Linked DNA regions of Mus musculus: regions 2, 3 and 4 are each linked to region 1. Evidence: chromatin contacts called from public HiChIP or PLAC-seq data. All regions are on one chromosome and are shown on one strand. Each heading gives the region's core, a stretch centred on a gene start, on an enhancer-like site or on the middle of the called end of the contact. The rest is flanking DNA. Distances are from core to core; before and after follow the strand shown.

Region 1 (7,445 bases), core at 2,550-5,049:
AGCCCTGGGAAACAGCCACGAGCACAGCAGTCATTTCTCGTAAAGTGCTCAAGGATCTGGTGAGGATGGGAGGATGTTAGCAGCGGAGTAAGGAGATGGCTTCTCATGGGAAATCAGTAGGGTGAGTGCCATTGATCCACTGCAGAGCCTGGAGTGGCCACTTGACCTCTCTGTGCCTGGTTTTCATCATAAATGAAACCACGGTAGCACTGCTGCCCTTGGGATGGTGCAAGGGTTACATGAATGGGCATATAAAGTGCTCATAACTGAGCAGGACACGTCCAGTCAGAAGTGTTTGCTCTTGCGATATTGGCATTACTGTGACTGTGTTGACCACCAGTGAGGAAGATATTCTTTAAAAGTGTGTTTTGCCAAACCAGAGAGCCCTCCCAGAGGAGGTAACCCAACCTGAGCATGACAAATGGCTAGGGGCATTATAGGACCTGGGGTGGGGAGAAGAGAAAGGAAAGGGGGGACAGAGGTTGCACACACAGGTGGCATATGGCTGAGCCCAGCAAGTAGAAAGCAGAGACCAGTTTCCTTTAGTTGTAGAGGTGATTTTGAAGTTGAGGCAAAGGGCCAAAGATACATCATAGAGTCTAATGGCTCGTGTTAAGGAATTTGGATTTTTAAAAATCCTCTTACAAAACAATTATTTCTGAGGTGCTCTTTAAGCTGTCATAGGAAAAGTGAGCTGAACAAGGAAACAAAGAACAGTCTACCCCATAGTCAGTTTCTGCTAATAACAATGGAGAGTTAAGTGTGTCTGATGTTCGGAGGCACACCTTGGCTACTGCAGATCTCTGGGGTTTGGTTGATAATAACTGTTCTCCTCTGAGATTTTTTTCGTTGCTGCTGCTGTTGTTGGGATTTGAAGTGGCTCCCCTCAACCCACATGCCAGGATTATAGTCTGCTTCTCCAGCAGTCATTGTCATATATTCTAATGATTTGGACAGCTGGTCACCCAGGGGACGGCTCCTGATGAACTCAAACCATTTGAATAATTCTCCACTCTTCCCATTGATTGGCTGCCGTAGGATGTGCACTTGCCAAAACTCTCACCAGAGCTATGAGGGAACAAAGGAGGCTGCTGGAAAAACTGTTTCTCACTGAAAACAAAACACAAGATGCCATGATGTTTTCTTTCTCTCTCTCCACAATGACTCCAAGCATCACATGGCCGTTAGCACACTCAAAATGTGTAAGATATTGCATACGTATATAATATAGCTAGTAGTTTTGTTCAGTTGAAAATAAACGATTTCTAACAACTTTCTAAAATGGGGGGCGGTTGTGACATTTTGAGCAGATTAGAAAGCTAAGGCAGATGAATTGGCATATATTAGGTCCCCCAAATGAACAAGAGTAAACATATATAACAGAAAAGTCTGTGCCTCTATGGTGCCATGATGGTTGGACTACTGTAGTAGTGACATTGCACAGACCCTTTTCTGCTTCATGATGAAACAGAAAATGCCTATGCATGGTGCTCTGCTTGCCAACAATACTGTGGATAATCTCGGAGGACCAAATGCAAAGAGCATCCCTCAGATGGAACAACTAATTTCTTAATCTGTTTCTCCATGAGCACTGCCTACTCTGTCTTCTGCTTTGAATTGATTCCATCTTGTCATTCCTACGATAGCTATATTCTAAATGTAACCTGATTATTCCATTGAGAATATAGTGCTAGATGCATGAGACTCTCAGAATGGACAAAACAGCAGCACGCTATCACTACCATAAGTGACGTAGCCTGGAGATCGGCTGACCCCAAATTTCTGGGGATAAAATTTCCTTATTAGGAAAATGAGGTTCCATATGGAGAAGTACACACAGAGAAAAGAGGCACCAGGCATGTCTCATTACTTCTGCCTAACAATATTCACTACAAATAGTAAATTTTAGTGGCTGTATGAGCAATTGAAGACGATCATAGGACGTTTAATCTCAAACCACCGGTAAGCCTAAAGTATTTGAAAGTTTAGTCAGAGAATTGACATTTTTTTCACATGAGTGAACTTAGCTGAATAGTCCTTTCAAAAGAAAAAGGACCCAAGAGCCTGAGTCTAGCATTTCTGAAAGCGTGCATATGCATGTGTGTGTAAAGCTGGAAAGCTGAGAATTAGTCAGCTCACAGTCCCCTCAGGTCAGCGTCCCCTCTGAAGAGCCCTACTCACTTCACCTGCTGTCAGGGCCCCCCCAAACACACACACACACACACACACACACACTGAGTGAAGCATAACTTGGTAAGTCTTCCCCCCTAAACAATTCAAGCTACCCTGAGACTTGTAAAGATACCAACCTCTCAAGGAAGTATGCTTACATAGAAATATGCTTTGGAAAGCTGAAATACCCCCTTTACATATCTGAAATTCAGCAGCCTTTGAATCAAGACTTGACCACTGCTATTGACTCTTAAACCACTATTTTAAAGCTAAGACCCAAAGGACTTTATCTTTTATGTACTGTTTTCCTTGTTGCTGTGACAAAGCATCCAACAGAAGCAATTTAAGGCAGAACGGGAGTTATTTTGGTTCCCAATTTGAGGGTACAGTGCATCGTGGCAGGAAAGTCATGCCGGCAGGATCATAGAGCAGCTGCTAACATTGCATCTGCCATCAGGAAGCAGATGAACAGGGCCTGCCGTTCTCTGGCTTTCTCCCATCCAGAACTGCAGCTCCCATGTTTAGAGTGGACCTTTATATACTTCACCTAAGCCAGTCTAGAGACAGGCTTATAGGGATGCACAGAGATTTGTCTCTTAGATTCCAGATCCTGTCACGTTTACAATCTGTACGAACCATCACAAGGACTGTGTGAGAGGAAATAGAACAGGTCAGAGACTCTATCTCAATATCCACGAAGCTCAAAGAAACTCATGAGGCTGTGCTTCGGAGGGCTGTGTGAGGCTCCTCTATCCTTCTTGCTGTTCCAGCTGGAATCCTTGACAGCCTAGTGGGGGAGAATAAGCCCTGGTATAGAGACCCCTGGAACAGGGGACGACTGGCTATGCTTAGGGTTGTAGAAGGAATTGAGGTTACTTGGAAAATATAGGACTGCTTTAAGAAGAATTCAGAGCCTGCCTCCTCCCTGTTCTCCAAGCCTGTGGAAACTGGAAGCCATCTCTCAGTGATTACCTGCCTGGAGCAGGCAGTTTCTAGCTCCCTAATGTCGCCAGGAGAGCAATGTCCTCCTGTTTTGTCTGACTAATTCATTTTCACACACACACACACACACACACACACACACACTCAGCATATCAGCAACAGGCACACACATTGCATGCTGCAGGACTTTCAGTTTGTGATATTTTGAGACTTGAATGGTCTAGAAGGGAGGCAGGGGGAGGTCTCACCAATGTAAGGAAGTGAGTTCCCAGGCTTTGCTCTTGCAAGCATCCAGACTGAGCCCAACAGTCCACAGTTACAACACACACACACACACACACACACACACACACACACTAGGGCTTATTCGAATTCTCAAAGGGAAATAGATTTCACTACAAGCAATCCAATACTGTGGCTACGCAGCCCTTTCTTCTACTTATTGCTAGCTACACACACGCTTCATTTGTTTATGCCTTGGGTATATTTTTGGTTTGTCTGAGTCTCTCACAATCTTTGAAGAGTTAATTCAAAGAGTGAGAGAAATAGTAAGGCAAACACCGTTCTCTGTTCCGCTCTGCTCTGTGTGTGCTTCAGCAGGAAATGCATTTCTGACACTTTTAAAATGAGCAATCACATGTATAATCAACTTGGTTAAAACTTCCTTCCTGGTAACTGCAACACTTCCTCTGCATCTGGATATGAAGGGAGCCCCAGAAAAGAGGAAGAGACGAGGTGCCCCGGGTAGGTCTAGATTCGTTTTTTTTTTTTTTTTCCTAAAGTAAACAAATGATCCTCCTCCGCATCACCTCCAGGGCTGCCTCAGGTACGACTGCTTTCTGTTGTTTGCTCTTTGCTTGGTATGACTTGGAACAGTAACACCTTCCTTCTCAGCTAGAATCTTTTTGTCTGGATCCATTGCCGGTTCAAGCTGAGCCAACCCCCGAGCGTCTGAGTTTCCTTGTCTCGGCGCGCTTAGACTGTGTACATCCACAAAGTTCCGTCCAGCAAGGGCTTGCAGGTGCACTAGTTCTTTCTGTTTTTGTTTGTGCGGAAAGGGGCGGCCACAGAGCCCGTGACGGACAGGCTCCAGAGTCGACCAAGTGCTTGCTTGGGAATTCTGTCCAGACAGTGTTTTTGTAAGAGGACAAAGCTACTTAGTCCCAGCCATGAGGAAACCCAGTGAGTATTTGGTCAGCCTTTTCTCTTCTGTACCTTGTATCGTGCTATATAGCGTGAGTTCCTGCTGTCACTGAGGCAGATAACTGAGTTATATTTGTATGCTTAAATTTGGACATGTTTTATTTTAAGTTCATGTCAGTATCAAAATAGTTTATGGTTCTTTTCTTTGTTGGTTATTCTATACTATACCAAAAGACCAAAGTGAATGCTTTAAGCTACCAAGCAACAGTTGTTTGGGACAGTTGGTTTCATTTATTTACTAAGTATAGCTTCATTATATTTTAAAAGGAGGGAGAATTGACTTTTAAAATAGTTTAACCCAAGAATTGTACATAAGTTGAGATCCAATGTAACTTGTCTTTTATAGCTTTTAATCAAGATCTCCTTTGGGGTATATAATTAACACTCCACTGTTCTTCAGGAAAAACTAATTATGGATCTCATTAACATCAATTAGAGAGTAAATGATATTTTCTGAAATATTTTGTTTCAATATTTGAATGTGGTTTAGAATATAATGTAGTACCAATGTAGCAATGTTAAATATTAAAATCAAAATTTTTATGAATCATTTTTATGGATTATTTTTTAGTTTTGGAACTCTGAGCATTTCAGTCATTAGTTGATGGGTTCATAGTTATGCTTAAATACCTTGTAGAGGGCAAATACCTAAATATAGGTAATATGATGGGAACAAATTTGTAAATTCCTGCTATGGAGATGAAAATATTAGGACATAAGGAAACTGAATTATTGTTTCGGGTCATGGGAGGGCAGGAATCACGTCTTCTACTGTGTCCCCTCTAAAGCAGAGGCAGGCCAAACCAACTGGCTCAGTTAAAATTACCTAAAAGTTCATATTGGTAAAGTCCATGTATGTTAGCACCTCCCCCTGCCCTAATATAGCAGTGATAGCTGGAATGCTCTGCATTCCATGACCAAAATGGTATGTGTGGGGACACGGCTTTGATTACAATCTTCACCAGTTTTACTACACTTGAGTTTTATGAATGGAATGACTAGCTTTCTTATATAGAAAGAAAAAATGAAAAGAAAGAAGACAGGAAGTTGACTAGGGAGACTGGGTTCAGACAGTTTGAAAATAGAGAAGATGAAGCAAGATTGGGTGTCTAGGTTAGAGAAGTGTGAGACTGAACAGAGGAAATGCATCGGCATTGGCTTGTTCTCAAAGTGATGTTCAGGGTCTCACACCGCACCTTAGGGACTCAGCCTTTGCCCTCCACTGTACTGTCTTATGCATCTGTGAGTTTCAGGGTACTTACAAACAGTTGCCATTTTGAGCCAGTAAATGACAGACACTGTGCTAGATGAGGGTTTAACATATTTTTGTGCACATGTGAGGGCGGTATATTGTGTGGTGTGAGCATATGTGTGTGCAGGTGTGCAAGTATACCTGCAGAGGACAGAGGAGACTCTCTCCACCTTATTCCTTTCAGACTGGGTCTCTCACTGAACCTGGAGCTAGGCTGGGAGACAGACAGCAAGCCCCAGTAAGTTTTCTCATCTCTGCTCTCCTCCCAACACAGAGAGAGAGAGAGACAGACAGACAGACAGACAGAGACAGACAGAGACAGAGAGAAAACGTTAGAGACAGACAGACAGAGACAGAAAGAGAGAGAGACCCACCCCTGGGGTTACAGGTCCATGGGGACAATGGTAATGCTTATATGGGAGGTAGGGTATGAACTCTGACCTTATGTTTGTACAGGAAGCACTTTTATCCACTGAGCCATCTCTCCAGGCCCATGGTGCATTAAATGAAAACATCATACACACACACACACACACACACACACACACACACACATACACACACACAAAACTAAAGAAACGGTGTCAGCATGGTTTTTTAAAAAGCTGCGCTGCCTTATTTAACTTTTACCTCCATCTTCTATTTGTAAATAATCAAATTTACATATAAAAATCAGGCTCGGATATTAGGTAGGCTACATCACTCAAACAGTAAGTAGCTGGCAGGGATTCATGTTCTGACCAGCGCTGCTAAAGTCAGCGCTGCCTCCATCTTTCTTGGTCCCTCCAGGCCTTGTGCTCACATCAGCCCACCACACCTTCTCTCTGCCATCATACAGGAATGTGCAGGAAGCAGTGTCTCTTGACAAAGCTCTGTTTCTCCACTCCCAGGTCGCATAGGGCATGGAGCTGGAGAACTATGAACAACCGGTGGTTCTAAGAGAGGACAACCTCCGCCGGCGCCGGAGGATGAAGCCACGCAGCGCAGCAGGCAGCCTGTCTTCCATGGAGCTCATCCCCATTGAGTTCGTACTGCCCACCAGCCAGCGCATCAGCAAGACTCCAGAAACAGCGCTGCTGCATGTGGCTGGCCATGGCAATGTGGAACAGATGAAAGCTCAGGTGTGGCTGCGCGCACTGGAGACCAGTGTGGCTGCGGAGTTCTACCACCGATTGGGCCCGGACCAATTCCTCCTGCTCTACCAGAAGAAAGGACAATGGTATGAGATCTATGACAGGTACCAAGTGGTGCAGACCCTAGACTGCCTGCATTACTGGAAGTTGATGCACAAGAGCCCTGGCCAGATCCACGTGGTACAGCGACACGTACCTTCTGAGGAGACCTTGGCTTTCCAGAAGCAGCTCACCTCCCTGATTGGCTATGACGTCACTGACATCAGCAATGTGCACGATGATGAGCTAGAGTTCACTCGCCGCCGTCTGGTTACGCCCCGCATGGCTGAAGTGGCTGGCCGGGATGCCAAACTCTATGCTATGCACCCTTGGGTAACGTCCAAACCTCTCCCAGACTACCTGTCAAAAAAGATTGCCAACAACTGCATCTTCATCGTCATCCACCGCGGTACCACCAGCCAAACCATCAAGGTCTCCGCAGATGATACTCCTGGTACCATCCTCCAGAGCTTCTTCACCAAGATGGCCAAGAAGAAGTCCCTAATGAATATCTCAGAAAGTCAAAGTGAGCAGGATTTTGTATTGCGGGTTTGTGGCCGCGATGAGTACCTGGTGGGTGAAACACCCCTCAAAAATTTCCAGTGGGTGAGGCAGTGCCTCAAGAACGGAGATGAAATACACCTGGTGCTCGACACGCCTCCAGACCCAGCCCTTGATGAGGTGAGGAAGGAAGAATGGCCGCT
Region 2 (7,445 bases), core at 3,193-5,692, 230 kb after region 1:
CTTGGGGCAGGACTAGCGAGACGGAAGATGGCCAGTGCATCCATATGTGCATCATGCTCCCCCTGCCCACTCCTCTCAGCAGGTTTTCATTTTCAGTTGCACCTTTCTGAGAGTCCTGCCACAGCCATCAACTCCCTTGGAAGGTGGAGGCAGGGGAATCCCCACGTGCTGAATGTATAGGAACATGTGCAGTGTATTTATTTACCCAGCACCGTAGGGAGGCGTCAGTTTTGTTCTGTGATGCTGTGATGTGTGAATAGTGGCACAGCATATGTCACCTCATGGTGGCTTCCTGGAGAAGGAGTGGTCAGAGTGGAGGCTGCACATTTGAGAGCTTACTAAATGTTGCCATGATTTGTTCATTCCATTTGTACTTTTCCATAGCAGCCAGTGAGAATGTCTCTTCCTCATGCCGTCCTCCACAAGTGAACGTTGCTAAGTGAGAGGAGTGGAATCCTATTTCAATCTTAGTTTGCGTATCTCTTTATTTTTATTTTGAGAGACTTTGGGCATCTTCTTTCCAAAATTATTCTAAGGCACACCCTCCTCAGAAGTATTTCGGATCTCTATACATGGGGTCTTTGCTGGCCACAGGAGAGCCTAAAATCTTGTGTCTTCTAGTTCTGGAAAATTCATTCCATATTTCTTCATTTTTAGTTTCCTCTTCCCTTTCTTTGTTGACTTCATCGTTTGGGTTTTACTCTTTCTAATTTTATATACTTAAAATAATCCAATCGGGGGCCATGTGTCATTTGATGTTTGTCATACCTATAATGTGTAACACCAAGAACAAACCGTAAAGGTAAATGCAGACCAGGGTCCGAGAGTCACTGAGCGCTGATCAGTCGTAACAAACCTCCCCCAGTGCTAGGGCTGTTGGTAATGGAGTAGGCGGGGGAAGTGTGGAGCCCTACAGTTGTCTCAGCGCACCTGTGGACCTAAGAGAACAATAGCAGTCATGTTTTAAGGTTTTTGTCTTTTATTGTAAGGATCCTTTTATATGCCTTTGTGTATAATGTCATCCTGAGCCGTCTCTGGGTGATAAGCAGCACTGTCTAAAACCCTGCTCTGTTCCTGGGACACCTATGGCATGGGGTTGCGTTGAGGCTGCCAACCAAAAGCAGATTGAGAGCCCTGAGGAAGCAGGGCAGCCTGTGAGCTAGCTGTTAGACCTGGGAGCGTCTTCCCGGCAGTGAAGAGCTTGCTTTCCCGGCACTGGGGTTTGGTGCGCCTATTCCAGCTTGTTTGATTTCTCTCTGATCCTTGTCTGGGAAATTAAGTCAAGTCTGGGCTGCTGGGTGTTGTCTGGGTTAGAGGGACTTGATGGGAAGGTTGGTATCTGATCCACCTGCACCTTGAAGCCATTCTCAGGCTTTCGTCTTTGTCTCTTGGCTGCACCCTGGTGGAGCACAGGATTTTAGTGTGGCTGCTTCCCATGCTGTTCTCATTGGCCCCTCCAGCACTGTTAGATGCGGCTTTAATAATCCGTCAAGAGCTTTCCTAGAGACGTAGATGTTGGTTTTTTAAGGGAAATGCATTGACAGAAAAGACAGTGGCAGATTTTGCTTTTTGTTTTGTTGTTTTGGTTTTGTTTAGCTTCCCTCCACTGCACCTCGGTCTGTATTTTGTTCTGTTTTGTTTTGGGCACTGACACAAACTGTAAAATTGAAGTTAGGATGTAATTTCACCAGGTGTTTAGGGAACTGCCTCCCTAGTTCTAGCGATAAATAGAAGAGGTTTTAAGAACAGATAGTTTACAAAAATTTGAAACAGTTCTTTATCATCCTAGTTAGTTTAGCTTTTAAAATTTTTTTCCTCAAGATGTGTGGTGGTTTGGTAGTTCTTTTCCATGTAAAGTGGTGATACTTTGAAGTGTTCTAAAGTAGGCCAATTATCATTACTTTCATTCAGATGTTGAATATGAGAATAAATAACCTCACTTGTATGTGGTGAGGGAGACAAATGGTATTTTTTTTGATAAAACTCAATGGTAATGATGTTCTCATTTCTTTGAAATCTCTCACAAAAATATAAAAATTATACGGTTACTTGAGGAACTGTGTTCTAGATACACATAAAGTTATTTTGTCTATTTAAAATAGGAGCAGATGTCCCAAGTTTTAGATGCCATGTTTGAAAAATTGGTCAAAGAAGGGGAACACGTAATTGACCAAGGTGATGACGGTGACAACTTTTACGTCATTGACAGGTAAGTCATCTGGCTTTATTACTGAAGTTTAAAAACCTACTGTGTGGGCTGGAGAGATGGGTCAGGGGCTAAGAGCACTGACTGCTCTTCCAGAGGTCCTGAGTTCAATTCCCAGCAACCACATAGTGGCTCACAGCCATCTGTAATGGGGATCTGATGCCCTCTTCTGGTGTGTCTGAAGACAGCTACAGTGTACTCACGTATATGAAATAAATAAAGAAATAAATCTTAAAAAAAAAAAAAAAACCTGTGTAAAACCCTAGCAGTTGCTATGACAACCAACAGGTTAATCTGATAATTGTTTCTCTTCAACCTTACTACTGTATGATGTAAACATCTCATGAATATATACAACAGAGCTGCAGCAGGTCATGCAAGGAGTCAGTTTATAGAAGAAGTAAATCTGTAAGTCACAGAAATGAATGTGCCTTGATTTGCTCGTTCATATTGGGCAGGTAGAAAGTAATATTGCCATATAGTAGATGCTAATTACAGTGAGAATTGGAGCAAGACATGGTACCAAAGAATCTAAGTGATGGTATAGCCCACTCAGTATCGCCACAATACAATGTCCTTATTATTAACTAAAAGAATCAGGTATTCCAGAAGGCATAGGGTAAGGAAGGGAGCCTTTTCCCCTACTGTTTTAGTATCCTTTAACCAGTAGAGTGAGCACTTCCTGTGTCCTCACAGAAATTGGGTAGTATTATAGTTGTCTTTTAAAATGTTTTAGAGTGGTTTTTGTTTTGTTTTGTTTGTTTGTTTTTTGAAATAGGTTTTACTATGTAGCTCTGGCTGTCTTGGCACCTGCTGTGTAGACAGGTTGACCTTGAACACATAGAAAATATTTTATTAAACAGAAAGGATATGCACTTACTAGTATTGACAATCTGGTTTCAGAGATCTTCGACTGTTTTACCTAACCAGAGAACAATATGGTGGATAGATGAGCCTCCGACCCTCCGTAGCACATGAGCAGGGTGTTCTTCACCTTAGAGTCAGGCGGGGTTTCTGTGGCAGTTGGTGTCCCTAGCTGCTCAGTTTTGTGAGGAACACAGATCGTCTCCCCACCTGATCTACTAGCAGTTCTGGTCCTCTGGGTAGAATTGTGGTCAGCTGGTAATTACACCTCCTCTTGGCTCCCTTTCCTAATCATATAGGAACTGTGCAACTGTGCATCTTCCTCCTCCTCCTCCTCCTCCTGCTCCTCCTCTTCCTCCTCCTCCTCCTCCTTCTCCTCCTCCTCCTTCTCCTCCTCCTCCTCCTCCTGCTCCTCCTGCTCCTCCTCCTCCTCCTGCTCCTCCTCCTCCTCCTGCTCCTCCTCCTCCTCCTCTCCTCCTTCTCCTTCTGCTCCTCCTCCTCCTCCTTCTGCTCCTCCTCCTCCTCCTTCTGCTCCTCCTCCTCCTCCTCTTCCTTCTGCTCCTCCTCCTCCTCCTTCTGCTCCTCCTCCTCCTCCTCTTCCTCCTGCTCCTCCTCCTCCTGCTCCTCCTCCTCCTCTTTCTCCTCCTCCTCCTGCTCCTCCTGCTCCTCCTCCTCTTTCTCCTCCTCCTCCTCCTCCTCCTGCTCCTCCTGCTCCTCCTCCTCCTCCTCCTCCTCCTGCTCCTCCTCCTCCTCTTCCTCCTCCTCCTCCTCCTCTTCCTCCTCCTCCTGCTCCTCCTCCTCCTCCTCCTCCTCCTCCTTCTTCTTGTTTGGTTTTGTTTTTCAAGAGATTGGGTTTCTCTGTGTAGCCCTGGCTGTCCTGGAACTCACTCTGCAGACCAGGCTGGCCTCAAAACTCAGAGATCTGCCTACCTCTGCCTCCCAAGTGCTGAAATTAAAGGTGTGTGCCCCGCATTGCCCAGCAGTTCCCTGGGTAAAATGCCGTCATGCCTTTCAGTTGGGGCCTTGGCTCATTTCTCCTTTCTCCTGGTGCCCTTCCACCGCAACGCTAGCCAGGGTTAGGGATAGAGCCTAACCCCGACATATCCCTTTGTGTACGGCAGAGTCATAGTTTTGATGTCACAGCCTTCACTAACAAAACCGCTTAGAAATCCACTCATTTTTTTTAAATTTTAATTGAGTGATAGGTGAGAGCCCCAGGTGCAGTCCAGTTCTTGCAGTGGGTGTGTTTTACAACGTGCTCTCCAGTCAGAGCCTAACCTCCCATTGGCATAGGAACCACTCCAGCTCACAGGAGCTGGGCTGCTGATTGAGGTCACCCACATAGTCAGTGCGTCTGGCCCACAGCCAGATCTCCTGTCACCAGCTTCTGTTCAGGCTCATTGCTCTGTCATGCACTGCCTGAGGCCTCATAACGTCAGTCAGTACGAAGAGCAGCTGCCACCTGTTTACAGACTTCCCACTGAGGCCCTCCTCCCACCGAGGCTCTCCGCTGGGCTGCTTTCACCCTCACCAGGGCACTTTGGTTTTATATTTTTTTCTTTTCTTTTTTCAGTATAAATGGCAGGGTTTAAAATACTGGTTTAAAAGTAATTATCCGTGGAACAAATTCTAGGGTGTTTCCTCAGAAGCACCATTCTATCCACAAATTAAAGGGCAACCATTTTCTCCCGTATTAGGTAATGTCTTTTGTTTCTGTTCCTGTAGATTTCTTTACTAGTCACAGTCTTTTCCTAATCCTTAAAAGCTGTCCCTGCCAGCTGGTGGTGCACGCCTTTAACCCCAGCACTTGGGAGGCAGAGTCAGGCAGATCTCTGTGAGTTTAAGGCCAGGCTGGTCTACAGAGTGAGTTCCAGGGCAGAGAAACCCTATCATCAAAACCAAGACCAAAACCAAACCAAACCAAACCAAACAAACAAAAAACTGTCCGCTTTTGCACTACCACATCTTTGTCCAGGATTTTTACCAACAGAATAAAGCTGCCTCCCAGGTACCCCAGCCAGCCTTGAAACCATGTTCTCTACTGAGTACAGAATGTGGGAAGACGGCTCTGTGAGAAAAATAGCTTATATGAGTGTAGGGCCTGGTGACCTGAGCACAGGGACGTGTAAATGGAGTCTGTTTTCTCAAGGGAAAACCAACACAGAAACATCTACAGAAAGACCAAGGCCGGAAGCTTGGTCTGATCTCCTACCACTTTCTAGTTTCAGCTTGGAGCTGACCTAAAGTGAGGGGTCAAGGAAGGAGTGTTAAGGCTTCATGGGCCAATATGGCCTAAAAATTCAATTCTGCTTGTAACCCAAACCAGCTATGTATAATAAAGACAACATTTGTGTTCTAATAAGACTTTATTGGCAGCTGGCCTGGGGGCCAGCTCCTGCCATAGTTTATAAAGGACTCATCAGCAGATTGTTAGAACTGAATTCCTTTAAAAAAAAATAGCCATTTTCGCTTGGTCTTAGAAGCCATGTACTTAATACATGTCTGTTAAGTACGCAGTCAATGACCTGGCATACCTCACAGTTCTTACTGTCTGAGACAAGTCCAGCTAGTGTTTGGTGTATGTTGCAGAGATGACTTTCTGCGCACACTCTATCCCTGACTCTAACTTTGTTTAGTTCCCTTTTCCCTGTGGGTTGTCCCTGTCCTGGTGTAGTTGATAGCCATTTCAATAGGTCTGGAACAGATGAGCACACACTGTTATCATCAGGGATAGGCAGGCAGCATCAAGATTGCATTGCACGGGGCTCTTCTCTGAAGCTCTGCTGCACTGTAACTAATGTTGCCTGAGTCACACTGTCTCTGACTTCCATATGAATTTATATATGTCCAACAGAGGAACATTTGATATTTATGTAAAATGTGATGGCGTTGGAAGATGCGTCGGTAACTATGATAACCGTGGGAGTTTTGGAGAACTGGCCTTAATGTACAATACACCCAGAGCAGCTACAATCACTGCTACCTCTCCTGGTGCTCTGTGGGGTTTGGTGAGTAAAATATTTGCTTGACCTAAATGTTGTTGTTTTTGAAAATTATCATGGCAGTAGATAGGCAGATATCCCCAGTCTGTATTTTAATTTTGATTGGTGGTTTTATTTGGGATCACAAGTCATTGGCATTCGTTAAGCATTTGCTAAGATGCTACACTGTTAAGCACAAAGTCTGTGCTGAACCAAAGCTTTATGTCCTGTCTCTCCCCAAGTCAGGAGCCTGAACACACTGGCCTTTGGGAATGACATCGGATCCACAGTGTTCCTTTCTTGTCCATGCTTAAAAACCACAACAGCTGGAGCGCTGACTCAGTCAGTAAGGTGCCTGCTGGACGAGAACGAGGCTCTTTGTTGGATCCCCAGAACCAATGTAAAAAGTTGAGCAGAGTGGCTTGTGCCTTTAACTCCAACGTCGGGGAAGCAGTTGTGGAGACACACAGATCCCCAAAGCTCATGGGCTAGCCGGTCTGGCCAATCAGTGAGCTTGAGGTTCAGTGAGAGACCTTGTTTCCGAGATGGAGAGCAACCCAGGAAAGACATCTCACATCAGTCTCTGGCCTCTATATGCACATGTGCATCGTGCACAAGCATCCGATCACACATACGCACATACCCTCAACTAACAAGTATGAATACTGTACCACACACACATAGACACACACACACACACATCCACAGCCTTTTTCTCAACTAGATCTCTGAAGTAAGTAGTGTAGTCTGTAAACCAGTGATTTTCAGAGTGACCAACTGAAAGTCACAACTGGGAACTTCTTAGAAACATCCCAGGCATCCCAAGAGCTCCTGCACCAAGAACTCTGGAAACGGGGCACAGCAAGCCTATACTGGCAGGAGCCTTCCATGTGATTCTGATGTGTGCTGCACTTTGAAAAAGCATGGGAAAAGAGCGAAGGAAGCAAGCAAGCAAACAACAACAACAAACAAACCAGTTCTCTTGGTAGTGGTATTCAATGATTGGCATTGTAGAGTAAAATACCTGTTCTTTTCATTTCCGATACTGGAAAAAAAGTCTTGCCGGGATTCTACACAAATCTGACCATTGTCTTTGGGTGGGACATGGATGCTAGGATGGACTGAGCATTCCTAATCCAGAAACTCAAAGCTTGAAATGCCCCCAATCCAGAACTTTTTTGAGCACCAACATGATTCCACAACTATAAAATTCTATACCTCCCCTACTATTACAGGTCAGTCAAAATGCAAGGCGTATTACACTTCTTATACTTTACCTTTAGACCATGTATATGAGATATATATGAACTATGAAGTTCATGTTTAGACCTGAAACATGCTCCCAAGCTTCTTCGTTAGGATTTCTCAGGATCTGGGCAGTTGGGAGTGGGGAG
Region 3 (7,445 bases), core at 2,680-5,179, 200 kb after region 1:
GTATTCCCCGGAGGGATTTACTGGAACATATGGTAATTAAAAATGGTTTTTTGAGCAATTGTTTATTAGTTTCTCTTCTCTTGATGTGATAAAATGTCCTGAAGAAAACAACTTGAGAAAGGCTTTATTTTTGTCCTATGGTTCCAGAAGAGATATAGTTTTGTCATAGCAGGAAAGGCATGGTGGCAGCAGGAGGCTGGCCTCTCATGGCCTCAGAAGTCCAGAAGCAGAGTAAACAGGAAGCAGGGATAGACTGTAAAGCCTTAGTGTTGTGATGATGCTTCCTCCAGCAAGGCTCTACCTCCTAAATATACCATCACCTCCCCAAACAGTTCCTCCAGCCAGGAGCCAAGTGTGCACGCGCAAGAACTGTGGATGGGGCTGGGGCTGGGCTTGGGGCTGGGGCTGGGGCTGGGGCTGGGGCTGGGGCTGGGGCTGGGGCTGGGGCTGGGGCTGGGGGGTGGGGCTGGGGCTGGGGCTGGGGGGTGGGGCTGGGGCTGGGGCTGGGGGGTGGAGGGCAGGTCATGCTCACCATACAGCGTAGTGTCATACTGGTTTCCACAGTGCCACACAATGTTGCTCCCCAGCAGTGAGAGCTTCCAGAATCTCCATAGCCTCACTAGTATTTGCCTTTTTTTTTTTGTAAATGCCAATCAAATGTTCCTGAAGTATTGTTTTGTAGTGGGTTGGCTTACCATCCCTGAATGATTGTGGTATGGAGAAAACATTTTTCATGTGCTTATTGATAATTTTCACATGATTGAAGAAATGTCTATTAAGTCCAGTCCCCATTTTTAAACTAGGCTGTTTTTCTCTTGTTGAGTTCTTTATAAATTCTGGTTATTAATCCCTTATTAAGGCCATGGTTTGTGGTTTTCTAGCATTTTTGTGGACCAAATATTCACCATTTCTGGTGCTCTGCACTTGTTTCCTTCCTCCTGAATTGAGCTTCTGTCTGGCGTCACTTCCTTGGCCTGAAAGACTTCCTGTGACCTCTGTTGCACATATGCTAACAGTGCAGTCTCTGCTTCCTGGAATGAGTTCACTTCATGGTGGGTTTTCACACACACACACACACACACACACACACGTGTTTTTAAAGCACAGTTTTTCTACATATAGACTTGTTGGAGGGGCATATTTTTCTGTCAGCACTTACAGCATGCCATTTCCCTGCCCTCTGGCTTCTCTTTGTTATACTGAAAACTTAGGTCATGTTAACATTCTATTTGGAAGCTTTCTCTGGTTTTGACTTTTAACAATGTGAATAACCCATGCTTAGTATGGGTAGTGTCTTTGTGTCTGTTCTGTGCCGAGGCCCATAGGACTTCTTAGGTCTAAACATTGATGACTTTTTGTGTCTTGTCCTGTTTGCGACAGGGTTTTAAGTTGCTGTACTGGCTAGTTTTGGGTCAACTTGACACAGCTGGAGTTATCACAGAGAAAGGAGCTTCAGTTGAGGAAATGCCTCCATGAGATCCAACTGTAAGGCATTTTCTCAATTAGTGATCAAGGGGGAAAGGCCCCTTGTGGGTGGGACCATCTCTGGGCTGGGAGTCTTGGGTTCTATAAGAGGGCAGGCTGAGCAAGCCAGTAAGGCACATCCCTCCATGGCCTCTGCTTCAGCTCCTGCTTTCTGACCTGCTTGAGTTCCAGTCTTGACTTCCTTTGGTGATGAACAGCAATATGGAAGTGTAAGCTGAATAAACCCTTTCCTCTCCAACTTGCTTCTTGGTCATGATGTTTGTGCAGGAATAGAAACCCTGACTAAGACAGTTGCCCAGCATGGCTTTGGACTTCTTATCCTCTTCCCTATACCTCATAATGCTGAGATTAGAGATGTGTATACTATCTTAGGTAAATACTGTTATAAAACTGTAAAACTTGTTTGCCTATAGATGAATTATATAGTCTATCTAGCCCACATAAAAGACACAGAAACTTGGTATTTTGTTTACAAGCTATAAGCCTAGGTTGGGCGGGTTCTGTGCTGTTCTCTCACATATACAAACCCTTTGTCCCTTGTGACTCACTGTTTGAGTCTCGCTCAGGCTGCTTTTGCTCCATCAGCTGTCCTTGGGGTGCACTTCTCTGGGCCACGTGCTGCTGGTCCATCTTGTCTAATGGAGGCCTCCTGATCTCTTTGTCTTCTTTTTCCATCTTCCCGTGGTCTCTCTCATTCGATTTTTAAGTTCCACCTCTCTCTCTCTACTATCCAATCACAGGCTCTAGCCTTTTATTAACCAATAGCTTTAAACTGGGGAGCAAGGGTTACCCAACAAAGGCCAGTGTATGTGAGAACACACTTGTCTGGACAACAACCAGATCTTGGGGTTGAGACTTTAGCAATGGCATACATAGTGACAGACCAACCCCCAGCGTTTGCCAACATCTCTGAGAGTTTCTTCCTCTCCTCTTTGTAGCATGTTTGAGAGGGACTTCCACACGCTGTCAGTGTGGTGCACAGTGTTTCACAGGGTTCTTAGACAACTCATCTTTGCTCTCTCATTTTTCCAGTGGAATAATTTCTATTGATCTGCCTTTCAAGTTCTTTGATTCTGCTTTTAACATTGGCTCCACTTGTTTAGTGTCTATAGAACCGTATGCACGTGTGCACATAGAGATGCAGAAATACTTGCCTGTGCATGTGTATGTGAAGACCAGAGGTTGATGGTCGGCCTCTTCCTCGGTCACTTTCTACCTTACTATTTGAGATAGGGTCTCTCACTGAACCCGTTTGCTGACTGGCCATTGAGTCCCTGGGACCCTCCTGTCTCTCCACTCTCCAGTGCTGGGCTTACCTGTGTGTCCTGCCATACCTGGCTTTACTTGGGTGCTGGAGACGTGAAATGGACCTCACGCATGCGCAGCAAGCACTTACTCACTGGCCATCCCTCTAGCCCTAGTCTTCGATTCTTCCTTCCATTGAGCTGTTCTAATGACTTCAGAACCAAACCAAACCCGAGTTGTTACATTTTTCAACACGTTTTCCCTGTGACCCCTTCTTGTAATTTTCTCTTTAATGAAGCTGATTACTGAATCACTGATCAGCCGATCAGATATGGTTTCCTCTGCCTCCACGAAGGAAATAGCCTCTTTGAAGTCTTCTCTGTGTCCAGTCAGTTCTTTGTAGCCTGTGGGTCACATCTACTTTTTCTCTGCATGTGTCATGTTTGCTAAGAGCTGGACAGTTTAGGATCTTTACGGTAATGTTTCTGGATCCCGAGCTCCCCTCTCCAGGTTGTGGACAGTTTAGGATCTTTACGGTAATGTTTCTGGATCCTGAGCTCCCCTCTCCAGGTTGTGGACAGTTTAGGATCTTTACGGTAATGTTTCTGGATCCTGAGCTCCCCTCTCCAGGTTGTGGACAGTTTAGGATCTTTACGGTAATGTTTCTGGATCCTGAGCTCCCCTCTCCAGGTTGTGGACAGTTTAGGATCTTTACGGTAATGTTTCTGGCTCCCGAGCTCCCCTCTCCAGGTTGTTGCTTCCTGGCAGGTGGGAGAGCCGACTTGTCTGTGCTTAAATTCCTGTGTTCCAGCTCGCTGTGGTTTGTGGCTTTGAGGGTTGGCTTGTGTCTGCCTGATGTTATGGTCAAAAGCCACTCACAGCTGACAGATCCTGTGTGAGTTTGGGAACATTTAAATTTCAGGCAGTTTTCAAGGGGAGGTTTGGCATTTACTCTCTGCTGGGTCATCTCATGTCCCCTCTGCCTGCACAGAGATGGTCTCTATTGCCCTGTTGACTTCCAGGTGTAGGTAGACGGCTTGGGCCCTGCCAGTTTCTTCTATGTCCCCACAAAGCATAACCACAGCTCAGACACATGGGAAAGTAACCAGACTCCTAACTGTCTCGCTTTCCGTTACATTTCTAGTTAGTTTACTGAATCTAGGGATGACACCATCTTATGCTCTCTAAGCTTCAGGCCTCTTGCTTGTCTTTCACCCAGGTCACTGTAACCAGCAGTGCTCAGGGCAGGAACTGTGTGTGGTAAGTGAGTGTGTGTGTGTGTGTGTGTGTGTGTGGTGTATGGTGTGTGGTGTGTGTGTGTGTGTGTGGTGTGTGTGTGTTTGTGTGTGTGTGTGTGGTGTGTGTGTGTGTGGTGTATGGTGTGTGGTGTGTGTGTGTGTGTGGTGTGTGTGTGTTTGTGTGTGTGTGTGGTGTGTGTGTGTGTGTGTGTGTGTGTGTGTGTAGTGTGTGTTGTCTGTTTTTGTTTTGTTTTTTGTCTGTTTCCATGTTCACCTAGAATGGCATAGCGAGCAGCCTTGGGCAGGGATGCCAGTGATTTGCACTGTGTTAACTGAAAATCTGGTCTTTTTATGAATAAATGCTTCTATATCATATGCCTTTCATTTCCAGAGTGCTGATTTCCTCCCCTAAGTTCCGGATAACTCCTCTCTGCCTTTTTGGTGGTGGGGGTGGGGCAGGACCTACCACGTTCCTCATTCCACTAGGCTGTCCTGGAACTTGCTGTGTAGACCAGACTGGCCTAGAACTCGGAGGTCTACCTCCCAAATGCTGGGGTGCAAGGCATGTGCCACCATGTCTGGCTAAAGATGTTTTTTTTTTTTTTTGCTGCATAAAAATTACAGGAATGAGATAGACGTGGTGTTCATACTGAGGAGTGGCCCTTCTGTGCTAGTCAACCACTGGATCACTGGGCTGCATCCTACCCACCATGTTGTTCTTTCAAATAAATGGTGTTAGTTTTATTAGAAACAGTTTTTAGTTTTACTGTGGCATTGTTAATGAGTTATTTTCCTAAAGTATTTGGGAAAAATTTGGCACCTTGATTCTGTTAGTTTTAGAGATGGTATGTTTTTAGGAAGTATAAAATATTAAAGCCAATTTGAGAAAAGATGAGATACCTTAAAAAAAAAAAGATGGTTAGTAAGATACCGTTCTTGTGGTTTTAATTCCTTCTTGTACCTGAGATGGGAATAATTTGAGGCAATTTAGTAATCTTTTTGAAGTATGGATGTTTAAAGATGTTTGAGAATACATTTTAAATTATTATGATGGTGATGATGGTGGTGATGATGATGATGATGGGTTTCCAGACAAAGTTTCTCTGAATAGCCCTATTGTCCTGGGACTCAATCTGTTGACCAGTCCGGTTTTGAACTCACAGAGATCTGCCTGCCTTTCTGATTGTAAAGTGAAAAAAAAAACATGGAAGGGTAGGTAGGAAAATAAGAATAGTCATAATCTTTCTATAGAGCAGTACCTGCTATGTAAACATTGGTATCCACCTTGACAGCCATCTTTTATGCATACGTTTTTTATAAATATACAATATACACCTGCATTGCAAATGACTATAAAAACATTTTATAAGATATTACTGAACAGCAAAGTTCTTAATCGAAAATGAAACCTTATTTACTTTTTTTTTTTAAGAGTATCTCATGTAGTCCAGACTGGCCTCTGATCCACTGTGCAGCCTTGAATTCCTAATTCTCCTGCTTCTCCCTCCTCAGAGCTGCCGTCACACCGGGTTGCTATGGTGCCTGGGATTGATTCTAGGGCCTCCTGCATACTGGGCAAGCACTCTACCAACTGAGCTGTACTCTTAGCCCCTCAAAGAGTAATTTAAAAATATTAATAACATACATGAATACATATCTTAATTATTTTTTATTTATTATTGGGGACTCTTTTTAACTATCGGTTTTTAGATGGAAGGACTTGAAGAGTACTTACTGAATTGACCTTGAGAATGTTAAAGGCTTTATCTTTTAAAAGATTTATTTTATGTACGTGCGTACACCGTAGTTGACCTTCAGACACACCAGAAGAGGGCATTAGATTCTGTTACAGATGGTTGTGAGCTGCCATTTGGTTCCTGGGAATTGGACTCAGGACCTCTAGAAAAGCAGTTAGTGCTGTAAACTGCTGGGCCATCTCTCCAGCCCTCAAAGCTTTTATTTTTGAGATAGGATCTTAATGTCCAGAGCGGCCTCCGACTCAGCTAAGGGTGACTTTGAACCCCCTGCTTCTGCCTCTGGGGTGCAGAGATGGCAGGCTTGTACCGCCTGCCATAACAAATTTATGTGGTTGTGGGGATCAAACCCACGCCTTGTGCATGCTAAGCAACTCCTCTCCTCGCTGAGCTACATCCCCAGCCACTTTCAAAGCCCGTGATACTTTTCGAATCTGGCGTCTTCCATTCCATTCCCACTTCTCACCAGCAGTGCTGAGGAATTTCATTCTAAACCTGTCTTTGCCATACTGTCTTTTAACTTAAACAAATTAACAAAAACAAAAAAGACCCAAAGAACTTTGCTAATTTATTTGACACAAATGTTTAGTAGTTTGTTCCTAGATTTTAATTTTTCCTTATTATATCATTCTATCTTAATTTAAAAAATTCACTTGATTCAGATCTTGGTCAGAGAAAAATGACAGCTGATAAAAAAGAATTTCTAGCAAAAGAGAAATTAGGATACATGTCATTATATATTATTGCTTTTCCTAAAGACACGTAAAAATTAGACTTGATAGAAATATGTTAGGACCTACAAAACTTTCACCGAATTTTATTTTCTTAGAACAGTTTCCATGAGATAGTATAGTTTGAACCCACAGGAAATTCGTATTTTTTTAAAAGACTGTTGAGTTTCATTTTAAAAATGAAAGTGGAGTCAGATATGATGGTTGTGGGGGCCTAATAACCCGAGCACTCGGCAAGGCTGAAGCAGGAAAAAAAGAGAATAGTTTATTTAGACAACTTTAATCCTGTTATTTTAAATAATAAATAAGCCAGACTCTTGAGTTCCATATCTTCTCACCGTGTTCTATCATTCGAGTCTTTGCACACTAACAGGCATTGTGCTGTCACACATTGGTAAGCAGCCGCCGTCTTGCTAGATTTCTCATGATTGCACCAAGAGGCTTGGATAGGAGTCTCCTCTGGTGCTGGGTTGGATAAGTCGGGACCCACAAAGTTCCAGTTTCCCATCCTAGGACAATGTGGTCAAATGACACTTGTTCTGGAATGTATTAGTGAATTAGAAGAATACCTGCGGCTTCTCTCATTCTCTCATGTGTGTGTGTGTGTGTGTGTGTTGGTCAACATTCCAGAAACAGAAGTATTCAGGAATACTGTTCTGAGTAATAAACGAAATTATTTAGTGATGCTAAATAATATAATGTAGGGCTAGACCTAATATTTTAAGGGCAGAGTTATATTATGACTATATTAGTGTATTGGCTAGTATTTCTATTTGTTTATTTTAGTATATAAGAAGATTTTAGACCAAAATAAATACCAAGAGATAATCATATTCCCTGAACAATGGGAGCCTTTTGACAAATTTGGGAACCGGTCAGTTGGTATTTAAACCAAAGGATCATACTTGCCAAGGAAGAAATGGCCTCCCCCAACCCCTTCTCAGCCCTCACTATTTGTGGCAGGCAGGAAAACTGGCTCTGCCCCTTGCCAG
Region 4 (7,445 bases), core at 1,677-4,176, 160 kb after region 1:
AAAGTGAGATGGGTATGCAGACATTATACTAGAGGATCCTGTGGGGTGGCAGGGACTGACTACCAGCATAGAAACTGCCCAGTGCTAAAGTGATTAACATTGCATTGAGATGTCATGTACATGACCCAGGACATTTGTCAAAGCTCATTGGATGGCACACGCCATTGAATGTTAATTTTACTTCAGCTCAAGGAAAACAGAAGCATGGATGGTTGGAATCCTGTTTTCTGGTCTTTAATTGAGAAATGCCATTATTGTGATGGGTCTTTTGTAAAGTCAATCAATCCTTCCTTCCTTCCTTCCTTCCTTCCTTCCTTCCTTCCTTTTTTGTCTTGTAGACCAAAACCCAGATTCCATTTTCATAATAATGGAGCATACATGAGAATGTTTTTTGACATTTGAGGGAAAGGCAATCAAAGCGTTGTCAGTTTTTGCTACCTTTAAATCTATTGAATGTTTCCAACCAGGACTGTAATATATCAGTTTCACCAACTTAATACTTTGTGATTATCGCCTTCATTTGTCTGGAAAAAAAAATCAGTAGAAGTCAGGGAGGACCTCTCAGGGAGCACCTCCTCTCAAGGAGCACCTCTCAGGGAGCATCTCCTCTCAGGGAGCATCTCCTCTCAGGGAGCATCTCCTCTCAGGGAGCACCTCCTCTCAGGGAGCACCTCCTCTCAGGGAGCACCTCCTCTCAGGGAGCACCTCCTCTCAGGGAGCATCTCCTCTCAGGGAGCATCTCCTCTCAGGGAGCACCTCCTCTCAGGGAGCATCACCTCTCAGGGAGCACCTCCTGTCCATACTTTTTCATCAGCACAGTTCATCTAGATTTACTCTTTCTAACGTGTATGCATATGTGCTAGGGATTGGTAACCACACTGACCAGGGACAAGCTGAGGAGTTAGTGTGAAGAAGAAGACAGCACAGGATGCCAGAGGCCTTTAGCTAGCTGTTTGCTCTGGAGGAGGTGACATGGTGTGCTGTGATGGAGCAGTTGAAAGGCTTCCTTGGTTTAAGGCTGGAGCGGCAGCGACATCTTCATTGTTTGAGGATGTTCTCTGACTACCTTTAGGAGGAGGCCATTGTCATAGCCCTACTGGTTTGTGCGCTGAATTCATTTCAAAGCTTTTGTATTTTTTAACATGGCCTTTGTGGGAACCTTAGGTATGAGGCTATTTGAACTCTGAACTTCTGGAATTGGTCTGGGTTATTAGCTCTCCCAGACTGCATGGGTCTCTGCCTCTGCCCTTCCCTGTTGACCTCACCGTGTCCTGCCTGCTCTGTCCAGCTTTGGTAGAGGGCTCAGTATGGAGAAAGGCAGGGGCTGGATTTCTGTAGTTTGGACAGTGTCTCTTTCCCGAGTAGAGGGTATTTAAATCTGGAGAGAGTTTGGAAACATTCTTCACTTGGCCTTTGTCCCCGTCTTGCCTCTGTGTGGTTTTATAAGGTTAGTCGTGTTGGGACTCCTGTAGCTGCAACTGTGCTTCCTTCCTTGTTGTGTAAGAGAACAGTGTTGGCAACGTCCTTGTAAATTAAAAGAGAATCCTGTTCACTCCTAAGCAAAAAGTGATTTCTAGTTAGGTTTTGTTTTGTTTTTTGTTTTTTTTGTTTTTTTTTTTGCGTTCTATAGTGATATTTTAAAATGTCGGGTATATTTGGAGGTATTTGGTTTAATAAGTAGAACAAAATTGTATGTGTTTTGGTGATCATTCACGTTGGAACGTTCTAGAAGCTAAGCACCCGTATTTGACCCTGTCCTACCTCCATCGACAATCCATGTGAGTAGGTTAGATGCACACCTGCTCTATGTCCCTCTTGCTGTGTCAGCAAAAAGAAAGCCACGGCCCTCAGATGCCCACCTCTCACACAGCCCAACTAAGGCCAAGATGTACTCTGAGGTACGTGGTTTATAATCCATGTCGCTTAGGGCCAAGCAGTTAGGGTTTGAAGGCCCTCCAGTTGTGATTCTGCTCTGGCGCTCCCCGCTGGAGGCCAGTGCAAGGGCGTGTGGGACTGTAATGAGCATCTTGGAGACCCACCGGCTTTGCATAGGATTATGGAAAATAAATTATATTTTCAGGACCAAGAATTAAACACATGCAAAGTATATGTATTCTTTGCTAAATGGTGAAATATTTATGTTTTGGGGTCATTTACTTGCTTGTTTGCTGTTGAACTTTTAAAATTTTAGTTCTTTCTTGGTTCAAGAGTAAATTTTCCTTTATATAATTTTTGAAACAGGCATAAGTTAATTTATTCTGAACTGAGTATTCTGTCAAAAATAATTAGTTTATGCATTTTAATTTACAATTTTCTCAATCTTTTATTTAGGCAGCTAACAGACTAAAAAAAGTTTCTATTTCTAAAGCAACAACAAAAAAGCAACTAATATGAAGACAGAGATGCTAATTGTTTTATGGATTCTAATAGGGTTGGAGATATTTTACTCCAGGGCATATGAACACTTTTCTGCAAAAGGCACATTTATCTAATGTAATTCTAGTACAAATGAAGTGGCCTTTTGTTTGTGTGTGGCGTGTGCACGTTTGTGTGTGTGTGTGTGTGTGTGTGTGTGTGTGTGTGTGTGTGTGTGTGTGTGTGCATGTGACCACAGACCACAACCCAGTTCATATTTGTTTAGCTTGGAATGTCTCTTACAGCAACATGCTCAGAAATGAAGACAGTGTCTATGCATTTTGAAAATCGGTCTCATTGCTTCCTGCTTTTAACTGATGGCTTCTATTTTGTGAACTATCTTGCTTTTCAGCCTTCTCTGAATTCTTCTTTCACCTATTTTTCTTCTAAGTGTGGTGAGCTCTGGAAGCAATTGTATGGAAATATGAGTAGACCTAGTTCAGCCCTCCGGGCAGAGACTGCTGGAATGCCAGTGCCTGTGTCCACCCATGTGGCAGGAATTAGGCAGAAGCAAACAGGCTTGCTCTGTGTACTTTTCAGCTTATCCACCAGTGTGTGTTAACTCAGCCAGGGTAACCTTGGGTACAGAGAGTGAAATGTAGCCGTTTCTGTGGACAGAGTTACTTAGGCAGCTGTAGAAGGCTGGTCTCTCTCCTGGGAATGGAGGGACTTCTTCAGTTTACCTCAGGGTGAGGACTTTTGCTCCTAAGGATACTCCAGATTGGAGGAGGACTTGAGTCAGTTATAGTTCTGGTCTCCTGGGAGTCCAAGAGCTAAAGGGAGTTTAGTGTGTCTAGTGTGTCTAGTGTGTCAGTGATAGGCTCTGTTACACAAGCATAAGGATGGCCCTAGTGTGGCACAAGGCTCACAGTGTTTCTCAGGATGGGTTCTGGGAGAAAGCACGTACACAAATAGTCTGCTGTTTTCTCTGGGAATCCTCTGAGGACTTACCTTTTCCAAAATGTAAGGCATTTCATATATTCTTAAATCACACCTGTCTCACAGGTAGACAGTGTGTTTCCTCTGTTTTTCTTTCTAGTATTTTATATTATCTAAATCATTTATCTCCTCTCTCTCCTTCCTCTTTGCTCCTCCTCTTCCTTCCTCTCTGTATTCTATGAATTTGTGTGTGTGACACACACACACACATGTATGTGCATCCACAGAATATTTATTGAACAAAGAACAACTGAAAATGGAAACCAAGACTGAGAAAACTCAATTTGTCACACACTAGACATCTTCATTTGTTAATTTTGTATATGTGGTGTGTGTGTGAGGCCAGAAGATGGGTATGGTTGGAGTGTTTCTGATGCTCCAGCTCCCAATAATGAATGACCTGGAGACTTTTTATTATTTATGAAAACATAGGCATTATAGCTTAGGCTTGTTCCCAGCTAGCTACTATAACTTAATAACCCGTTTATATTAATCCACGTTTGCCACGTGGCCCGTTACTTCTCCTTCAGTCCCTGTACATCTGACTTTCCCTGTGTCTGGCTGGCAAATCCCATGCCTTTCAATTTTTCCCACAGTTCCTGTCTCTGCCTGAATGTCTCTCCTTTCCTTTCCTGCCCTGTTATAGGTTGTCAGCTCTTTATGAAAACAATCAGACGGTGACAGAGAAGAGTTTATAAAAACACCTAGACAGGCAGTGGCTCAGAAAAAAATAGCAGTACCAAAGTTCGGACAGTATTCAGGTCTCTGCTGGTACAGAAATCAACATTTGAGCAATACAAAGAACCTTTACACAGTTCACAAGAAGATAATCCCAACAGATGGGCGTCCTCCAGTTCTCTCTGCCACATTCTTTTGAGGCAAGGTCTCTCACTGGGCCCAAACCTAGGCTTGTAACTAGCAAGCCCTAGTAAACTTCTGTTTCCAAAGTGCTAGGGGTTGGGGATTTGAACCAAAGTCCTCAGACTTGTGCAGCAGCAGGCGTGCTTACACTGTGAGCCATCAATCTCCTTAGTCCCGTGTTTGTTTACTTTTGAGACTCTGTATTGCTGTTCACTTTTGTATACTTTAGAAATGGTAGTATTAGTTACAACAAGTATTAGTCCCTTGTCGTTGGTGAGAGTTTATAGTTGACAAGCACTGTCAAAAGATACAACTTGATGAAATCCTCGGAAAGCAGAGCAGTACTTATTGTTCATATTTTGTAGGTTCATCAGACTTCATGGAAGTGGCTCATGGGGCAGCCACGGGCCAAGGACCCCCTTTTCGTGTGTGCTTCCCCACCCCTTCCTTTCTAGCCGTACATGACTTCTGTGTGTATTTGCACTCCTGCCTTCCTCCTGCCTCACTTCCTGGCACACACAGCACCGTGTAAGTTACATGTACCGAGAACATGTACGGCATTGCTTGGCTAGATCACACTGACTTCAGATCTTCTTCCCTTTGTTGCTAGCTAGATTAAAACTCTAGAGTAAGCATGACGTCTTAATTCACTATAAATATATATAGGAGATACTTGTGTTTCTTTTGACTCTTAGAGAGGGCATGGGGGATATGGATGTCTATTGGAGTGTTTTTGATGGTCAGGCATGGTATGTGCAGCCTTGACTACTGAAAGCCGCCTGCCCTGTTAACATCACTTGTCTTGTTTACTGACCATTCTTAGGCCCCATTTATTGTCAAGTGGTGAGAATCATCATTGTGTGGCTCTTACATGCTCACAGTTTAGAAGTAGATACAGTCTCTACAAAGACTGTCAAAGATAAACAAAGGAATGTAATTTGTGGTGCTTTAGTAGCTATGTGCTTTAGCATGTGAGGAAAAAGTCTTAACATAGTTATAGATTTTCCCATCTGTATGAAACTCTTATGAACATGAATGCCATGTGTAGAGTCTGGCCAAATGGATTGTTCTGGTTACCCACATACCATAAATGGCATGGCAGTAATGGGGTGGGTTGTTTTCTAAAGACATGTATGTTAAAAATTATAGACCTCCCCGTAGGGCCATGCCCTCAAGTGCCAGTATCATGCCAAACTGTCTGGGCACCTGGCCTCTACCCCATCTCAGAGTGACCTAGAGATGGAGTCAAGGGCCTGCCATAGGTGACACCCTAGAGCCACCTGTAGCTCACCCCTGCACACCCCTGGGTACGTATACTCACATGCTGTAGTTGGTTTTGTTATGTGAGAATATTCTGGAGATATTCTCTTTCTGCACACACACACACACACACACACACACACACACACACACACACACACGCACACACCATAATAACCCGTTTTTCCTTCCCCAGCCTTGGGTCCCAGGTTGATGATTCTGTGACTAAATATTTATTAATAAATGCCTGCCTGAGCTTTGGCTGTTCCTTGACTAGCTCATACCTTATTTAACCCATTTAAACGATTCTGTCTAGCATGTGCTGGTTACCTCTCCTTCAGGCCTGGCCCTCTTCTTCCTTTGTGTCTCCTCAGCATCTCTCGGCTGGTTTACATCACTATTGCCATTGTCTCCCATCTCATCTCTTGTCTTGTCTCTGTGGCTCTCCCCGTGGCTCTCTTTTATCTCTTACTATTTCCTAGAATCCTCTCTCTTCCTGCCAGTATTCCACCTCCTATTTCCTGCCTCAGCTCTTTAGCCACCAGGTTTTTCATTGACAGATGATGTTTATAAGAGATTCCCTCTACACATGTAATTGTAAAATTCCAGACGAAACAAAATACAAGAGAAAAGGAAATTTAATTCTTTGATTTATATTGTTGTTCTGCTGGGGAATTTTTAAAAAAAAAATTGTTATTAGTGTGTGTGTGTGTGTGTGTGTGTGTGTGTGTGTGTGTGTGTGTAGGGAGTGTGCATATGTCACAGTGTTCATGTGGAAGTCAGGAAACAGCTCTATGATGTTGATTCTGTCTACCTTTGCATGGTCCTAGGACTGGAACTCAGATCTGCAGGCATGTGCGACAAGTTCCTTCACCCAGTGAGCAATATTGATAACACACTACCAGGGAAATGTTGATACATAGTAAAGTTGCATGAAGTAGTCATATGTGCATCTAAAACACTATTAGGATCTAGGCTCACATAGTTACAGATAGTCTCTTGCAGACGTGAATGTCCAACAGGGGGCTTGCAATGTGATAGAGCTTAACATGCAAGTGCGGGGACCTGAGTTTGAATCCCTGAAAGCCACAGAGAGTCACGGAAACGAGAGTGGGCCTGCAATCTCAGTGCTCCTATGTGGAAATGGATAGCAGAGACAGTTCCTAGAAGCCTGTGGGTCAGCTAGCTTGGCATATGTAGAGAGGAGAAACAAAAACCAGTAATTCCAAGAGACTGTCTCAAACAGAGTGGAAAGTGAGTATGAAAAATACATGGACACACACACCATAACAATAGGAGTCATACAGAACACAAGCTCTGGAATGCTTTCCTTCTTGTGCAGAAGTGTCCTGGAGGTTGACTGTCAGGGTTGTGCTCTGAATCAGTGTGACAACTGAAGTAGTTCCCACAAATTCAGAAAACAGACTCTGGGGTAAAGGAGTGTGGTAGGGTATGTGGATAGCATGTTCACGGCCCTTGGCTTTGATCCCTCCCTCAGAGGAAAAGATGTTCTAGCTGACAGGATCATGGTGGGAAATCTTCCTTAAGGAAAAACACAGACGCATAAGGTCTCTGGAGAACACATTACAGCAAAGGCCACAGTGGCTTCATCTTCTGAAGAGGCTGGCGGGGGCAGAGCACCTGTGTTCTCTTCCAAGGCTGTGGCAGGCCTTTTACCTTCTTCACCTGCCCATGTTCCCCATCTGCATTCTTGTGGTTGGATTCACCAGTGCTGTCTCAAGACATTGTCCTAGGAAGCCTTAGAGGGCGGCTCTTTTAAGAGTCCCTTCTTGTACATGCTTTGGCAGCACATATACTAAAATTGGAAGAGTCCCTTCTTAAGGATGCAAAAAGGGGGTTTAAAGTGTTCATGAAACGTTTTGTGTGTGTGTGTGTGTGTGTGTGTGTGTGTGTGTGTGTGTGTGTACAGCTTACCTGGTAAAGTTCTTTGTGTAAGTAATTTGTATCTG

The links. HiChIP or PLAC-seq counts read pairs in DNA pulled down with a chosen protein or histone mark.
Region 2: an H3K4me3 HiChIP or PLAC-seq map of pro-B cells shows a contact between it and region 1, with 7 times the contacts expected there. The contact joins the enhancer-like site here to the promoter of Pik3cg in region 1. A contact is called at or near these places in 25 of 39 promoter capture datasets (the 3T3-L1 cell line, 3T3-L1-derived adipocytes, the C10 cell line and 16 more), 4 of 15 datasets of contacts at CTCF or cohesin (CD8 T cells, the NIH/3T3 cell line, large pre-B cells and 1 more), 13 of 484 Hi-C or Micro-C datasets (the 63-12 cell line, CD4 T cells, the HPC-7 cell line and 10 more), 23 of 115 datasets of contacts at active chromatin or transcription factors (the 230-238 cell line, CD8 T cells, DN3 thymocytes and 14 more) and 5 of 9 other capture datasets (adipose tissue, embryonic stem cells, liver and 2 more).
Region 3: a contact with region 1 is called in an H3K4me3 HiChIP or PLAC-seq map of bone marrow-derived macrophages, with 3 times the contacts expected there. The contact joins the enhancer-like site here to the promoter of Pik3cg in region 1. A contact is called at or near these places in 9 of 39 promoter capture datasets (3T3-L1-derived adipocytes, cranial neural crest, embryonic stem cells and 5 more), 3 of 484 Hi-C or Micro-C datasets (B cells, LSK cells and bone marrow-derived macrophages), 11 of 115 datasets of contacts at active chromatin or transcription factors (the 230-238 cell line, CD8 T cells, the HPC-7 cell line and 6 more) and 2 of 9 other capture datasets (adipose tissue and liver).
Region 4: an H3K27ac HiChIP or PLAC-seq map of the HPC-7 cell line shows a contact between it and region 1, with 7 times the contacts expected there. The contact joins the enhancer-like site here to the promoter of Pik3cg in region 1. A contact is called at or near these places in 11 of 39 promoter capture datasets (the HPC-7 cell line, HPC-7-derived erythroid cells, cranial neural crest and 7 more), 4 of 484 Hi-C or Micro-C datasets (the HPC-7 cell line, granulocyte-monocyte progenitors, myeloid progenitors and 1 more), 4 of 115 datasets of contacts at active chromatin or transcription factors (the HPC-7 cell line, bone marrow-derived dendritic cells and bone marrow-derived macrophages) and 5 of 9 other capture datasets (adipose tissue, embryonic stem cells, liver and 2 more).

The regions. Positions count from the first base shown.
Region 1 is chr12:32,205,013-32,212,457 of GRCm38.p6, reverse strand. Pik3cg (phosphatidylinositol-4,5-bisphosphate 3-kinase catalytic subunit gamma) reads left to right here and starts at 3,799. Exons shown (of 11, transcript NM_001146200.2): 1 at 3,799-3,940; 2 at 6,460-7,445. The coding sequence starts at 6,472.
Region 2 is chr12:31,970,683-31,978,127 of GRCm38.p6, reverse strand. Prkar2b (protein kinase, cAMP dependent regulatory, type II beta) reads left to right here. Exons shown (of 11, transcript NM_011158.4): 5 at 2,103-2,209; 6 at 5,925-6,078. Among named protein-coding and RNA genes, the nearest start is that of Hbp1, 24 kb to the right of the region's middle. Within about 2 kb of position 4,442, at least 137 of the 459 cell types and tissues checked have an H3K27ac peak or open chromatin away from gene starts, as enhancers often do. A contact at or near this core is called in CD8 T cells, DN3 thymocytes, LSK cells and 8 more, where this site is marked.
Region 3 is chr12:32,005,910-32,013,354 of GRCm38.p6, reverse strand. The region is part of intron 2 of Prkar2b (protein kinase, cAMP dependent regulatory, type II beta); the gene reads left to right. Among named protein-coding and RNA genes, the nearest start is that of Prkar2b, 52 kb to the left of the region's middle. Within about 2 kb of position 3,929, at least 75 of the 459 cell types and tissues checked have an H3K27ac peak or open chromatin away from gene starts, as enhancers often do. A contact at or near this core is called in CD8 T cells, LSK cells, bone marrow-derived dendritic cells and 6 more, where this site is marked.
Region 4 is chr12:32,040,137-32,047,581 of GRCm38.p6, reverse strand. The region is part of intron 1 of Prkar2b (protein kinase, cAMP dependent regulatory, type II beta); the gene reads left to right. Among named protein-coding and RNA genes, the nearest start is that of Prkar2b, 17 kb to the left of the region's middle. Within about 2 kb of position 2,926, at least 92 of the 459 cell types and tissues checked have an H3K27ac peak or open chromatin away from gene starts, as enhancers often do. A contact at or near this core is called in the HPC-7 cell line, adipose tissue, granulocyte-monocyte progenitors and 3 more, where this site is marked.